Regions from separate parts of the Mus musculus genome. Here region 1 is linked to region 2. A link is a contact called in public HiChIP or PLAC-seq data. All regions are on one chromosome and are shown on one strand. Each heading gives the region's core, a stretch centred on a gene start, on an enhancer-like site or on the middle of the called end of the contact. The rest is flanking DNA. Distances are from core to core; before and after follow the strand shown.

Region 1 (7,024 bases), core at 2,515-5,014, 100 kb after region 2:
CTACACTCTGGCCTGTTACAAAGTTGCTTCCCTGTTTCATTTCATATTATTTTAGTTGTTGCTTTGATGTAGCCCAGGCTGGCCACAAATTTGCTACATAGCTAAGACTGGTTCTGGCTTTTATTATTTTTATTTTATTTGTGTGTGGTGAAGGGTTTGTGCATGCCATGGCATGTGTGTGGAAGTCAGAGGACAACTTGTGAGATCAGGTTCTCTCCTTCCAGCATGTAGGAGATTGAACATGGGTCCTCAGGCTTGGTGGCAAGCTCCTTTACCCACTGAGCCATCTCACCAGCCCTGACCCTGAATTTCTGACCTTCCAACCTCTACCTTCCATGTGCTGGGATCACAGCCCCACACCATGTTACTGGATCTGAATTTCATATCTGAATTTCATATGTGTGTAAGTACCTAAGGCCTGCATGTATGTATGTGCACCACCTGTGTGCAGTTCCTGTGGAGGCCAGAAGAGGGAGACAGATCCATGGACACTAGAGTTACTGATGGTTGTGATCCACCATGCAGGCCCTGGGAACTGAGCCCAGGTCCTCTGTAAGAAGGGCAAGTACTGGGCTGGTGAGATGGCTCAGTGGGTTAGAGCACCCGACTGCTCTTCCGAAGGTCCAGAGTTCAAATCCCAGCAACCACATGGTGGCTCACAACCATCCATAACGAGATCTGACTCCCTCTTCTGGAGTGTCTGAAGACAGCTACAATGTACTTACATATAATAAATAAATAAATCTTAAAAAAAAAAAAAAAAAGAAGGGCAAGTACTCTTACCTGCTGAGGCATCTCTCCAACTCTCTTGTTTAGATTTGAGACAGACAGATCCTTACTCTCTTATTAAGACCGGCTTGAAATGCACCATGTAGCTCAGACTGACTGACCTTGCATTCACCATAACATTTCTACCTCAGCCATTACACCACTACACAGCATAAAGCTGTGTTTTAACAACACAGCTCTGCTTCCCCAGTGTAGATCCGGCCCTACATTTATTTATGAAACAACAGGGTCAATGGTCAGAACGGCTGTGGTCAAACAGGTGTTTAATGTGCTAAGGGCCTTCTCAGCACCAGAAGGCAAGAAAGAAGCTGGCAAACAACAACAACAACAACAAACAAACAAACAAAAAGGCAAACAAACTGCACAACACGGGCTGGAGAGGTGGCCAGTGGTTACAGCATTGGCTGCTCTTCCAGAGGTCCTGGGTTCTAGTCCCACACCGACATGACAGCTCACACCTGTCTGCAACTCCAGTTCCAGGTGATCCAACACTCTTGCATAGACGCAGAAACGTGCATGCAGGCAAAGCACCAATGGACAGGAAATGAAAATAAATAAATAAATAAAAAGGACAGTAAAATAGCAACAACGACACCTACTACGGATTGGGCTAATACTTACCGTGCCAGGCACAGCAGCAAGCTCACCATGCATACTCCCTCAGTCTACTCAGTGACCCTTGCAGTCATGTGCACAACACATTTCTGTGAGGAGGGTTTAATGCAGATGTGCTTTTTTAATTAATTTATTGATTTTGAGGCAGGGTCTCTCTCTCTGGTCTCACTGGGATTTGAGGCTCCCTGATTAGGCTGGTGAGCCCCAAGGATCGTCCTCTCTGTGCCTCTGCAGCGCTAGAATCAGGGGGTGTAATTAGTTCCGTCAGGCTTGTTTAAATCCCTTCCCAGGGGGGGAGAGTCAACACTGGCTTCTTCTCCTAAGGTCCTAGCAGCAAAGCGAGGCACAATGCCACCAAGTTCACCCTGGGACCAATGTGATTATTGGGGTTCCTTAAAGAGCTTAAGTGAGGGCTAGAGAGATGGCTCAGTTGTTGAGAGCACTGACTGCTCTTCCAGAGGTCCTGAGTTCAATTCCTAGCAATCACATGGTGGCTCATAACCATCTGTAATGGGATCTGAAGCCCTCTTCCGGTGTGTCTGAAGACAGCTACAGTGTATTCATATAAGTAAAATAAATAAATCCTTAAAAGAAAAAAAAAAAACACAATAGGCCACACCTAAACCCAGTGGGCCTAAGCTTTCATCTTCTGTGGCTATATACTCCAGCCCTTCAGAGAGGCCATGTGCAATTAGTCCAGAGCTGTCAGCAGGTAGCAGGGAGTGGCTGGGAACTTTAAGTGTGGCTGTCATGACCCTTCCTAAACTTCCATGAGAGGACACAAACTGCCAACCAGCCCAGATGGGACATCCTTTGCAAGCAGGCACAGCTGGGCTGTCTAAGATGTCTAAGATGGCCGTTGCTTGTCTGGGAAGACAGTCCCTGGGCCTCAGCCTCCTACCCTGATTGCTAAGACTTCAGTGTGCTGGCCCCCCCCCCCACTCCCACCCCCATCCCCACCCCCTCACCCCCGTGACTCCTCTTCAGCTTTATTCAGAATAAAATCCAAATCCTGGGCTTGGGGGTGTGGCTCAGCTGGTGGGGTACTTGCCTAGTGTGTCCCTGGCTCAAAAAAAAAAAAAAAAAAAAAGAAAGAAAGAAAGAAAGAAAGAAAGAAAAGAAAAGAAATAAAACTGAAAGAAAGTAAGAGAGAGAGAAAGACAAATAGAAGAAAGCAGGCTGGACAGGCCATGGCAATCAAGCCGGTGTTTATTACAGCAAAATCGGATGTCAGGAAATTGCATTCGCACGTTTCCCTCCAAACTCTCCCATAGTGCCCCATTGCCCTCAAGAGAGAACTCAGGCATCCTGCCTGGGTCTGCAGGAACCAACCAGGGCTTGCCATTCAATCCTCTGAGGTTTCGCTGCTGGGCATTATCAGCATAACCACACGCTGGTTTCCTTTAGGTCACTAAAGGAGTAGTGCTTACACACACACACACACACACACACACACACACACACACACACACACACACACACGCACATTCTCTCTCTCTCTCTCTCTCTCTCTCTCTCTCTCTCTCTCTCTCTCTCTCTCTCTCTCTCTCTGTGAAATATTTCCTCTAGAAACCTCCCTTCCTCGTCCACCTCTCACACCCACGCACTCACCCTACAGGTGCGCCCTGGCAGAAGTTTCTCTCCAAGAGGGGGTGGGGCCGAGGGATATGGTGGACTGACGACACAGGACTCCAAAGAAGACAGCAGTGTGAAGGCAGAGGGAAGAACCAGGTCCGACCACTTGAACTTCTCCACGTGGTGGGGGTAGCGGGGGTGGGGTGGGGGACGCACGTGGACCAGCCCGTCCGCTGTCTGATTGAAATCCTCTCCCATTTCCTGGGAGGCCGGTAGAGGCAGAAGAGGCCCACACAGCCTCTGTCAACCCCCCTCGCGATCGGCAGAGCCTTGATTTCTTCTGCTCCACGCGCCATCTTTACTTTTACAGCAGATGCTCAGACACAGCAGTTAAGACCCAGGGTTTCCTGGACCCTGTTGGCAACTTCGAGATTTCACCTGGAGAGGTTCTAACTGTTCTGACCTCTGATGAGGACTACAAAGCGGACATCTGAGCAAAGGGGCTCCAGGCTATAGTGAGTGCTCACTAAACACCAGAGGTTAGCCCAAAATGTCTGAGTGTAACTTGGTGTGCTTTAGCCTAGGCCACATACTGAGCATGGAATCTCTGCTGGCTGGTCATAGAAGTGCCTCGATCCTAGTCCTTGCAGAATCCTTCCTTTAACAGATTGGAAGAAGCTCTGTGGGTTTCCGGGGCACATGAAGAGATTCACAGGAACATTCAAGCCCCGGGGAGGGGAGGGCCGTTGAGTCTCTGAGCCAATGAGAGGTAGAGAAGTGGGGAGGCCCCAAGGTGATGCTACTCCTGGGCACAGCAAGTCAGCGTGAGATGCGGGCAGGAACTGGGACTTCCTCTCTCTGGCCGGCGTGTGTGTGTGTGTGTGTGTGTGTGTGTGTGTGTGTGTGTGTGTGTGTGTGTGTGTTTGACTTCCCTTTATCAAGAAATTAGCGGCTTGCTTGCCTAGCCTGTAGAAAGTTCCGGACTTGGTCCTAGCACCCCATAATGCGCTTGGTGGTGCATGTCTGTGATCCCAGCACCCAGGAAGTGTTAGGCAGGAGGATCATAAATCAAGGGCTACCTGGAGAACTTAGCTTCTGAAAATTAAAAAAATAAAATAAAGTTTAAGGGTCAAGATATAGTTGGCTTGCTCGATCATGTGTGGCAGCCCACGGTTGTAACCGAGTCACTTGGGAGGTAGAGGCAGGATGATCAGTTCTTTTTACTTTTGAGATGGAACCTTGCTCTCTAGTCCTGGCTGGGTCCTGGCTGACCTGGTACCGTGTAGCCCTTGCTGCAATCTTCCCGTGAGCCAGGATTATGGGCATGTCCAGCTCGCTTTAGTTTTCTTTCTTTCTTCCTTTCTTCCTCTCTTTCTTTCTTTCCTTCTCTCTTTCTTTCTTTCTTTTAGATTTATTCATTGTTTTATGTAAGTATACTGTAGTTGTCTTCAGACACACTGGAAGAGATCAGATCTTACAAATGGTTGTGGGCCACCATGTGGTTGCTGGGAATTGAACTCAGGACCTCTGGAAAAGCAGTCAGTGCTCTTAACCCCTGAGCCATCTCTCCAGCCTTCATTTTAGCTTTCTTACCTTACTGATAGCTCAATGTCACCTGATTGTACATTCTGCTCTAACAGGGTCAATGCACAACAAAGCTCTGGTTGGAGGTGAAACCCACCCTGCTCTGTCCCCAGTGCTTTGGGGACATGACTTGAGTCCGTGGAGGCCCTGTGCCTGCTGCCTCAGTCTCGTGAAATCACATGTGCATTGGTCTCACTGTGTTCCTTGGAGGTGTCTGTCCATCACCTCCAGCTCTTAGAATTTTTCCACCTCTTACGGAGAGGCTGTTTGCAATGGATGCCCACTGGCAAAGGGAAAGTCAGTTCTGTCCCATGGAGACTCACTGGGTATTGCCAAGTACACTTCGGGGCAGCTCCCATGTCCAGGAGTGGTTGGTTGTAGTGTGTGTGTATGTGTGTGGATTTTTTAAAATTTTGATATATATTGTATTTTTGTTTCTTTTGATTTTCAATTGCTTGTGTGTGTGTGTGTGTGTGTGTGTGTGTGTGTGTGTGTGTAGAAAAAAAGAACATCAAGTTGGGTGAGTAAGAAGATAAGGAGAAGCTAGTAGGAGTTGGAAGAGGGGAAACGATCAAAAATATATTGTGTGAGAAAAAATGAAATAATTAAAAAAAAAAAAAGAAAGAAAGAAAGAAAGAAAAGAAAGAAACGCTGAGCCAGCCGTGGTGCACACATCTTTGACCCCAGCACTGGGAAGGCAGACGCAGATGGATCTCTGTGGGAGTTCAAGGCTAGCCTGGTCTACAAAGCAAGTTCCAGGACAGCCAGGGCTACACAGAGAAACTCTGTCCTGAAAAACCAAAACCAAACAAACAAAAAAGAAAGTGGGCATAATGGGCACACTATCAATCTCAGCTCTTGGAAGACAGAGGGAGGTAGATTTCTGAGTTCCAGGCCAGCCTGGTCTACATAGAGTTCCAGAACAGCCAGGGATACATACTAGAGAGATACCCCCCGAGAATGCACACATGCACACACACACACACACACACACACACACCTTACCTCAAAGATGAGAGGAATTTATTCTGGAGACAAATATGTACAGCCTGACCCAAGAACCCAGACTTAGGTCACCCCAAGCTCCATATCTCATGGTAACAGTTTGATAAAGTTTTTTATAGCTAACAGAGAAATAAGAAACACAAACACAGCCGGGCGTGGTGGCGCACGCCTTTGATCCCAGCACTTAGGAAGCAGAGGCAGGCAGATTTCTGAGTTCAAGGCCAGCCTGGTCTACAAAGTGAGTTCCAGGACAGCCAGGACTATACAAAGAAACCCTGTCTCGGAAAAAAAAGAAAAAAAGAGGAGAGGAGAGGGGAGGGGAGGGGAGGGGAGGGGAGGGGAGGGGAGGGGAGGGGAGGGGAGGGGAAAGGAAAGGAAAGGAAAGGAAAGGAAAGGAAAGGAAAGGAAAGGAAAGGAAAGGAAAGGAAAGGAAAGGAAAGGAAACAGAAACTAAGACACCTTTCAAGTATGTTGGTGGTAATGTTAAGTGGGAGGACGAAAGACGGCTGAGGAGCTGCGCTGTGGGCCTCAGATGCAGTGGACAGGGGGTAGGAGGCTAAAGCTAGCCCGAGATAGCGGAGTACAGTGGAGCACACCTTAAATTCCAGCTCTCAGGAGGCAGAGGCAGCAGCTCTCTGAGTTCAAGGCCAGCCTGATCTTCATAGAGTTTTTCAGGACAACCAAGGGCACACAACACAGAGAGACTCTGTCGAAGGGAAGGGAAGGGAAGGGAAGGGAAGGGAAGGGAAGGGAAGGGAAGGGAAGGGAAGGGAAGAAGGGAGGGGAAGGGAAGGGAAGGGAAGGGCGGGGCGGGGCAGGGCCCTGAAGTTCTAATGTGGCGGTCACCTTGCAGAAGACATACTTTCTTTCTGGAAACTCTTCTCTACAATAATCACCATCTCCTCCCACTGGCCAGGCTTGAAGCTTGGCTGCCCTGGCCACCATCGAGGAGCTCAATGCATTATGAATTATGTAACTTTCATTGATTTGCATTTAGATGTAAATGGTGCCGTCTGGCTCCTGGCAGCATGGGACCCAGCCGTCCTTGGCTTACCCATTTCCAGGTGTGTGGATGACCAGTGTCCGCTTTGCATTTTACCACTTTGCCTTCATTTCCATGTCCCAGGTATTTTTCTGATACTTGATCCCCTCTCCCTGGCCCAGAACATTTTAGTTTGGGAGTCTTTCCAGATCAAACCATAGAGTGCTATCTTAATCTTCTTTTTTAAATTATTTATATTACATTTGTGTGTGTGTTTGCATGCATACATGTCACAGTGCTCTCTCTGTTTACCCTGGGGAGTCATTAGGCTTGGTGACAGGAGCCTCTAACTGAGTCATCTTGATCTTGTTGGCTCATGCCCCAATCTCTTACATCACTGCTCAGAATCAATAGTACAGATGAGGGCTGGAGAAATGGCTCAGCGGAGCATTGACTGCTCTTCCGAAGGTCCTG
Region 2 (6,539 bases), core at 3,800-6,299:
CACACACACACACACCCTGCCCATTAACTTGAATGGACAGCAAACAAGGAAGAGGGTCTGGAGAGTGCTTGCCCATTTCATAGATGAGGAAAGTGGAGCCCAGGGAGGCCCAGGTGAGGTGGCTACAGAGCTGCCATATGGGGTCTGTGGTGTTAGCAGGAGCCTGGTCACCCTTCCCTTCTTAGACAATGGCTGGCGGAACACCTCATCCTCCCTGTAGGATCCAGTGTCTGGGTCTGCCCAGAAGAGGCCTCAGGACAGGGCACAGGAAACTGCCTCAGACTGGCCTCACCCAGGCTGGGGCCTCTCCTGTTACCATGACCAGCGGTGAACTGGCTCCCTTCAAACCCTCAGCCCAGCCCTGTAGTTTTAAAAAGAAACTGTGGCCAGGGGCGATGCCTGTTTTCCAAATTGCATTTTTTCCAACACGTACACACAGTGCTAACCAAACTAAATATGCCTGGAGCTGGAGACTTCCCAAGCTTCATAAGCCCTGGAATGTTCCCTTCTGAGCACAGAAATGAAGGCCCTATTTACACAGTTTTGCTGAGGGGGGACTTGGGTAGCAGAGTCCCCAAATTCAGTTCTGCCCCCAAAGATCCCCTGCAGAAACTAACACAGGAATTGGTTGGAGCCCAAGGATCTGAATTCAAATCTCAGCTCTGACACTAACTGTGAGGTCCCGGGTCAGTGACCTAACCTCTCTGGGCCCGGAGGTAGTGGGGTACAGATAGTCAGACAGCAGCTTAGTCCAGAGGAAATTTCTCAAAAGGCATTGTTGGATCTCTATCTAGCTGACCCATGGCCATGACCCTCAGCTGCAAGGAATCAGAGACTAGCTGTGCTTACTCAGACAGGATCAGCTTCCTGGGGTGCTGGGGAGTCAAGCCACTGTTGGTGGGTCTCCTTCCTCTCCCAGACTCCCAGACTCCCAGATGGTGTCTGCCTGGCGCCACCTTAGTGACAGGGAAATAAATGGAGCCCTCTGGAGGAAGATGAAGGTGAGGAGGGGCCACTGAGCCAGCCTCAGGGAGCCCCGGAAGCTCACAGCCATGCCCAAGGCAGCCTTAGCTCAGGGGACTGACTACAAAGCTATCTTTCCCTGTGCTTCCGTTGCTGGTGATGACACAAGACACAGAGGTGTCTACACTCCTCTCCCCTGACACATGTCACTCGGAAAGGACCTCATTGGCCAACAAAATGGCAGCTCGTTGTCAGCTCATGCCAGAGAGCTTGTGGGCCGAATCTTGGTTTCAGGAACACTGAACGCCAAGGCTCCAAAGACATTGTCTACTTTCACCTCTGTTGCTCCCTGCAGACTGACTCGCCCTGAGATGGAGTTTGCTGAGAGTTTCCCTGAGTCTGTGACGTCATTCTCAGTTTATTTCCACGTGTGCTGCCACTGAGGTAGGCCATAAAATGGCTTTAGTGGATGGAATGGAGGTGAGCGCTTGTTATCGCTCCTGACCTGGGCCTCCATGAAATGCCTTGTCTTTGTCCACTGGAGAGCTACAGTGACTGTCAAATGAAGAATCACGTAAGGGCCTTGGAATGGGGACAGCATCGGTGACAACACTGTCAGTGGCCACCTATTGGGGTGCATACGAGAGTGTACATGCACAGATGTGCACATGCGTGTGGAGGGCAGAGGGCAGAGGGCAACCTCTGGCACTGGTCCTCGGGTGCGGCCCACCTGTGATTTATTTAAATACTTACTTGCTTATTTTTAAAGAGGGTGTCGCCTCAGCCTGGAGCTCAGCCAATGGGCAAGGCTGGCTGGCAAGCCTCAGGCACCCTTAAAACCATCACGCTTGGCTTGGAGTTGGACTTCAGTCTTCATGCTTTTCCTGTAGGTGTTTTGTTTTTGTTTTTTGTTTTTGTTTTTGTTTTTTTTGAGACAGGGTCTTTTTTTTTTTTTTTTTTTAATGTAGTCCTGGCTGTCCCGGAACTCACTCTGTAGACCAGGCTGGCCTCAAACTCAGAAATCTGCCTGTCTTTGCCTCCCAAGTGCTGGGATTAAAGACATGTGCCACCACTGCCCAGCTCCTGTAGGCGTTTCACTCAGAGTCATCTCCTCTGCCTTTGACAAGATGTGAGTCCAGAGGACTGAAACCTCTTGGGGATAAATCTTTCTTGGGTCCTGTCTGTTCTCCTGCCCACGGCTGTGGGACCTGCGCACAGTAGGAACTTCCTGTTGTGGGACCTGCACACACTGGGAACTTCCTGCTGTGGGACCTGTATACAGTGGGAACTTCCTGCTGTGGGACCTGTACACAGTGGGAACTTCCTGCTGTGGGACCTGCACACACTGGGAACTTCCTGCTGTGGGACCTGCACACACTGGGGAACTTACTGCTGTGGGACCTGCACACAGTAGGAACTCAGAGCCTCTAGAGTAAGTTCTATTCCTGTTTGGGCCTGTTTCTGTCTCCTCCAGGAAGAGATGCTGATGGGGACCTTCCCTCCTCTTTCTGGAAGGGGGAGGGCCTGGTGAGGGTGTGGTGCCGGTCAGTGCTCAGAGCATCACTACAGAAGTGAATCATAACACTTCCCAGCTGGAGGCTGGGTAGAGATAAGGTATGTGAGGAGGATTGGTGAAGCCTGCGTGGCTAAGGCGCTTACTGGGCTGGAACTTCTCAGCAGCATGATTAGACCTCAGTGCCTGCCAGGGATGCAGCCGGGGACCTAAGCCAAGGCTGACCTAAAGCCAAAGTGCTGACCAGCTTTCAAGGGGGATGCCCCAGGCACCTGACTCAGACTGACACAGACTGGCTACAGTGGCCCGCCCTGCTTCTGGAGCCTGTGTCTAGTCAAATCCTTAGGAACCTGCAGGAGAAATGTCCAGTCGTGGTGACACATGCTACCGTGGCATATTGAAGAGCCCACATACATGAAGGCCGAGCTATGTGTGTGGGGCCAACAGGATGGTCTGCGTTCCATGCTGGGACCCACATGATGGAGGGAGAGAGCTGATTTCCTCACAGTGTCCTCCAACGAGAACGTGCACCTCTGAACTCTACACACAGGCGCACAGGCACACAAACGGAAATAAGTAAGATGCAAAATAAATAAATAAATAAAAAGATTAAATTCCTGGTTTAAAAGCGGAATGAGAAAGCCAGGCACGGCGGAGGCTCACGCCTTCAATCCCAGCTCCTGGGAGGCAGCGCCAGGAAGATCACTGTGAGTCCGAGTCAGCCTGGCCTGCATAGTGAGCTCCAGCCCTGCCAGACCTCAGAAAAGGAAGAGAAACAGAGGCCCAGAGACGGCCAAACATGCTTGTACCATGAGCCTGCCATTTGACACTGTATTGGGGATGCTAGCTCCCAGCCTGGTGTCTGCAGGAACCTCCAGCAAAATAGAGGAGACCCAAGGGTCTTACATACAGGGAGCATAGCAAGTGCAAATGCCCACGGTCAACAGAAACCAGGCACTCTCCATACTAGAGAGAGGTGCTTCATACCCAGGGTCTGGCTCATTTGTGGGAAGAGGGGCTTTAGAGAGAGCAATGGAGGCCCCAGAGCCTGTTTCCAAGTATGATCCACACACCAGCAGCATCAGGCAATGCAGCAGGATTGTCAGAGCTGATTGGCACATGTGTCTGGGACCTGCCATTTGCACCGCTTCGCCCAAGGGATTCCCAAGGAATTCTGAAGCACTCAACATTTCTGTCAGCTGAGTCGCTGCTGATATCCCAGTTAAGAACAACTTGGTCTCAGACAAGCCTGGCTTCAAGTCTCAGTTCTGCTGCTTTCCAGCATGGCGCTCTCTCTCTCTCTCTCTCTCTCTCTCTCTCTCTCTCTCTCTCTCTCTCGGATATTGCTCAGGGTCTTCCCTCAGTGGAGACATCTGACAATATCCCCACACAGGTGCAGGTGAAGGCAGCCATTGCTCAGGGCTGGCTGTTTTAGTTAGGCCTACCCACCCCCACTGAGGTTATAGATGTGTGCTGCCACACCCAGCTTTTTCGAAGGTTCTGGGATCTGAACTTAGGTCCCCACGTTCACATGGTGAGCGCATTCACCCACTGACCCCTCCTCCTCAGGGTGTCTTAGGGTTTTACTGCTGTGAAGACACATACATCATTACCTCATACAGGGGAGCAGCTGGGAGCCTAGACACACACACACACACACACACACACACACAGAGCTCCTGTCCACTCAGCAATGGATGTTAACCTCAGCTATGACGAAGTCTCTTCGGTGGCAGACCTCTTGTATGTGTGGGAGGGCTGGGGATCAGGGTGTGGCACAGTGTCTGGTCATAAGAGGCAGCTGTCAATGCATATACAGGTGTGCTGGTGAGGGCAGACAGAGACCCACTGAGGGTGGCTTTGAGTGACAGATTACAGGAGGGGCCAAACTCAGCACAACACCATCAGACCTTCACCAATTACTCCACTGGTGCTGCCTAGAGAATGGGATGCAGAGGGAAGCAGGCAGGACTAAGATGGCGTCTTCTGGAGAAGCTAAATACTTACGGGGGACTCTCCTTCCTGCCTGTGTGGGCAGCGAGAGGCTTAGAGACAGAGAGACAGAACCCACAATCCAGGGGGAGGGGGAAAGGCCAAAGGTCAGAGGTCAGTAGAAAATGTCCCCAACTCGCAAAAACAGTGTGTCTCCTCCCTTGGTGTTCATGCCACCCAGAGCCACCCCACTGCCAGTGCGGTCAGGTCCTGGGGGAGGAGTGGAATCTAAAATATGTTTTGGTTTCCTTAAAGGTATTTGGGAACAAAATGATACGTTTCTGTCTCTCTGTTTTGATTTTCTTTTTTTTTTTTTTTTTTTTTTAAGAGGGGGTGGTGGTGGTGGAGAAAACACACAGTTGATTCAAAAAACCTGCCGGGAGACTGTTGTCCTAGACCCAAAATATTTCATTTATACAGATGATACAGGTAGTTGGTATAAGGGCCTACCTGAGGCTTGAAGGAAGTGGGTGTGACAGCAGAGTCATCAAGCTCCGAGTGACAGAGTGACAGCTGCTCTGAGGAGCACTGCCCTGAGTGGTGGACGCAGAGAAAGTACCCTCCAGCTGCCATTTCCTGCCTCCTCTGACCTCTGGTGACCCCTACAGATCTCAGTGGGCGGCCACAGGAAGGCAATGCATGCTTCCTTTAGGAAATAGAGTCTATCAAGAACAAAGAAGGGCCAGACAGTTGTGGCACTTTTTTTTTTTTTTTTTTTTTTTGGTTTTTCGAGACAGGGTTTCTCTGTATAGCCCTGGCTGTCCTGGAACTCACTTTGTAGACCAGGCTGGCCTCGAATTCAGAAATCCGCCTGCCTCTGCCTCCCAAGTGCTGGGACTAAAGGCGTGCGCCACCACGCCCGGCTCGGCAGCACACTTTTAACCACGCACTTGGGAGGGAGAGGCAGGCAGACCTCTAAGTTAGAGGCTAGCCTCCTCTACAGAGTGTTGTGGGTGGGCCTGTTGTTGTTTGTATTTTGATGTTAAGTTTGTTCTCCTGGGAGGTACTACAGACAAGGAGTGAGTCACTCAAGTGATTTCTTGTGAACCAACTCCCTAATGAATACAGAGCCATTCACTGGGTGAGTAAGAGGGACTTCCAGGTTGGACGGAGGAAGCAGGAGAGAGTTAGATCTTTTTGGACAGGGATAGCGTGAGGACAAGAGGACAAGATGTAGTTACAAGTGTCTCCCAGTTTCAATGGCAGATCTGTCAGGATTCACCACTGGAGGATTTAGATTTTTTTTTTTAAAGATTTATTTATTATTATACATAAGTACACTGTAGCTGTCTTTTAGACACACCAGAAGAGGGCGCCAGATCTCATTACAGATGGTTGTGAGCCTCCATGTGGTTGCTGGGATTTGAACTCAGTACCTTTGGAAGAGCAGTCAGTGCTCTTACCCACTGAGCCATCATGCGAGCCCGAGGATTTAGATTTAATAAGGCTTACAAGATTAGGATTTTAGTTGTTGCACCCAGCGATTAATTTACCGTTGTTTCTGAACTAAGTTTGTGTTGTGTTTTCCTTCACACAGTGGCTCATCTGGGTTTAAGAGAGAAAGTAGCAAAGCGAGGGTTTGCCTGAGATGCACCACAAAGGCTGTGGGGGATTTGAAGCACAGGGTTGGCGTGGCAGTAATCCACCAGTGGGAACCTAGTGAGCTGGGTGAAGAGATTTCGGAGTTCTGAGTCAGAGTCTCCACAAAATAAAAACAGGTCGGCCTTTGCCGCCAGTGCATAGCCAACCAGGCCGCCAGGGCAGAGAGTTACCGGCACAAGCTCCCGACCGTGTCAGTTGGATTTTTAAAATATTTCCCACAGGGCTGGTGAGATGGCTCAGTGGGTAAGAGCATCCGACTGCTCTTCCGAAGGTCCAGAGTTCAAATCCCAGCAACCACATGGTGGCTCACAACCATCCGTAATGAGATCTGGCTCCCTCTTCTGGAGTATCTGAAGACAGCTACAGTGTACTTTCATATAATCAATAAATAAATCTTAAAAAAAAATATTTCCCACAATAACAGAGTGAGTTCCAAGATGGCCAGGGCTACACGGAGAAACCCTGTGTG

What was found. HiChIP or PLAC-seq counts read pairs in DNA pulled down with a chosen protein or histone mark.
Region 1: an H3K27ac HiChIP or PLAC-seq map of embryonic stem cells shows a contact between it and region 2, with 6 read pairs. The contact joins two enhancer-like sites. A contact is called at or near these places in 7 of 39 promoter capture datasets (embryonic stem cells, epiblast stem cells, fetal liver and 4 more) and 2 of 115 datasets of contacts at active chromatin or transcription factors (embryonic stem cells and microglia).

What each region holds. Positions count from the first base shown.
Region 1 is chr2:167,364,792-167,371,815 of GRCm38.p6, forward strand. No RefSeq gene overlaps it. Among named protein-coding and RNA genes, the nearest start is that of B4galt5, 19 kb to the left of the region's middle. Within about 2 kb of position 3,765, at least 123 of the 459 cell types and tissues checked have an H3K27ac peak or open chromatin away from gene starts, as enhancers often do. A contact at or near this core is called in embryonic stem cells, where this site is marked.
Region 2 is chr2:167,260,987-167,267,525 of GRCm38.p6, forward strand. No RefSeq gene overlaps it. Among named protein-coding and RNA genes, the nearest start is that of Ptgis, 24 kb to the left of the region's middle. Within about 2 kb of position 5,050, at least 7 of the 459 cell types and tissues checked have an H3K27ac peak or open chromatin away from gene starts, as enhancers often do. A contact at or near this core is called in embryonic stem cells, where this site is marked.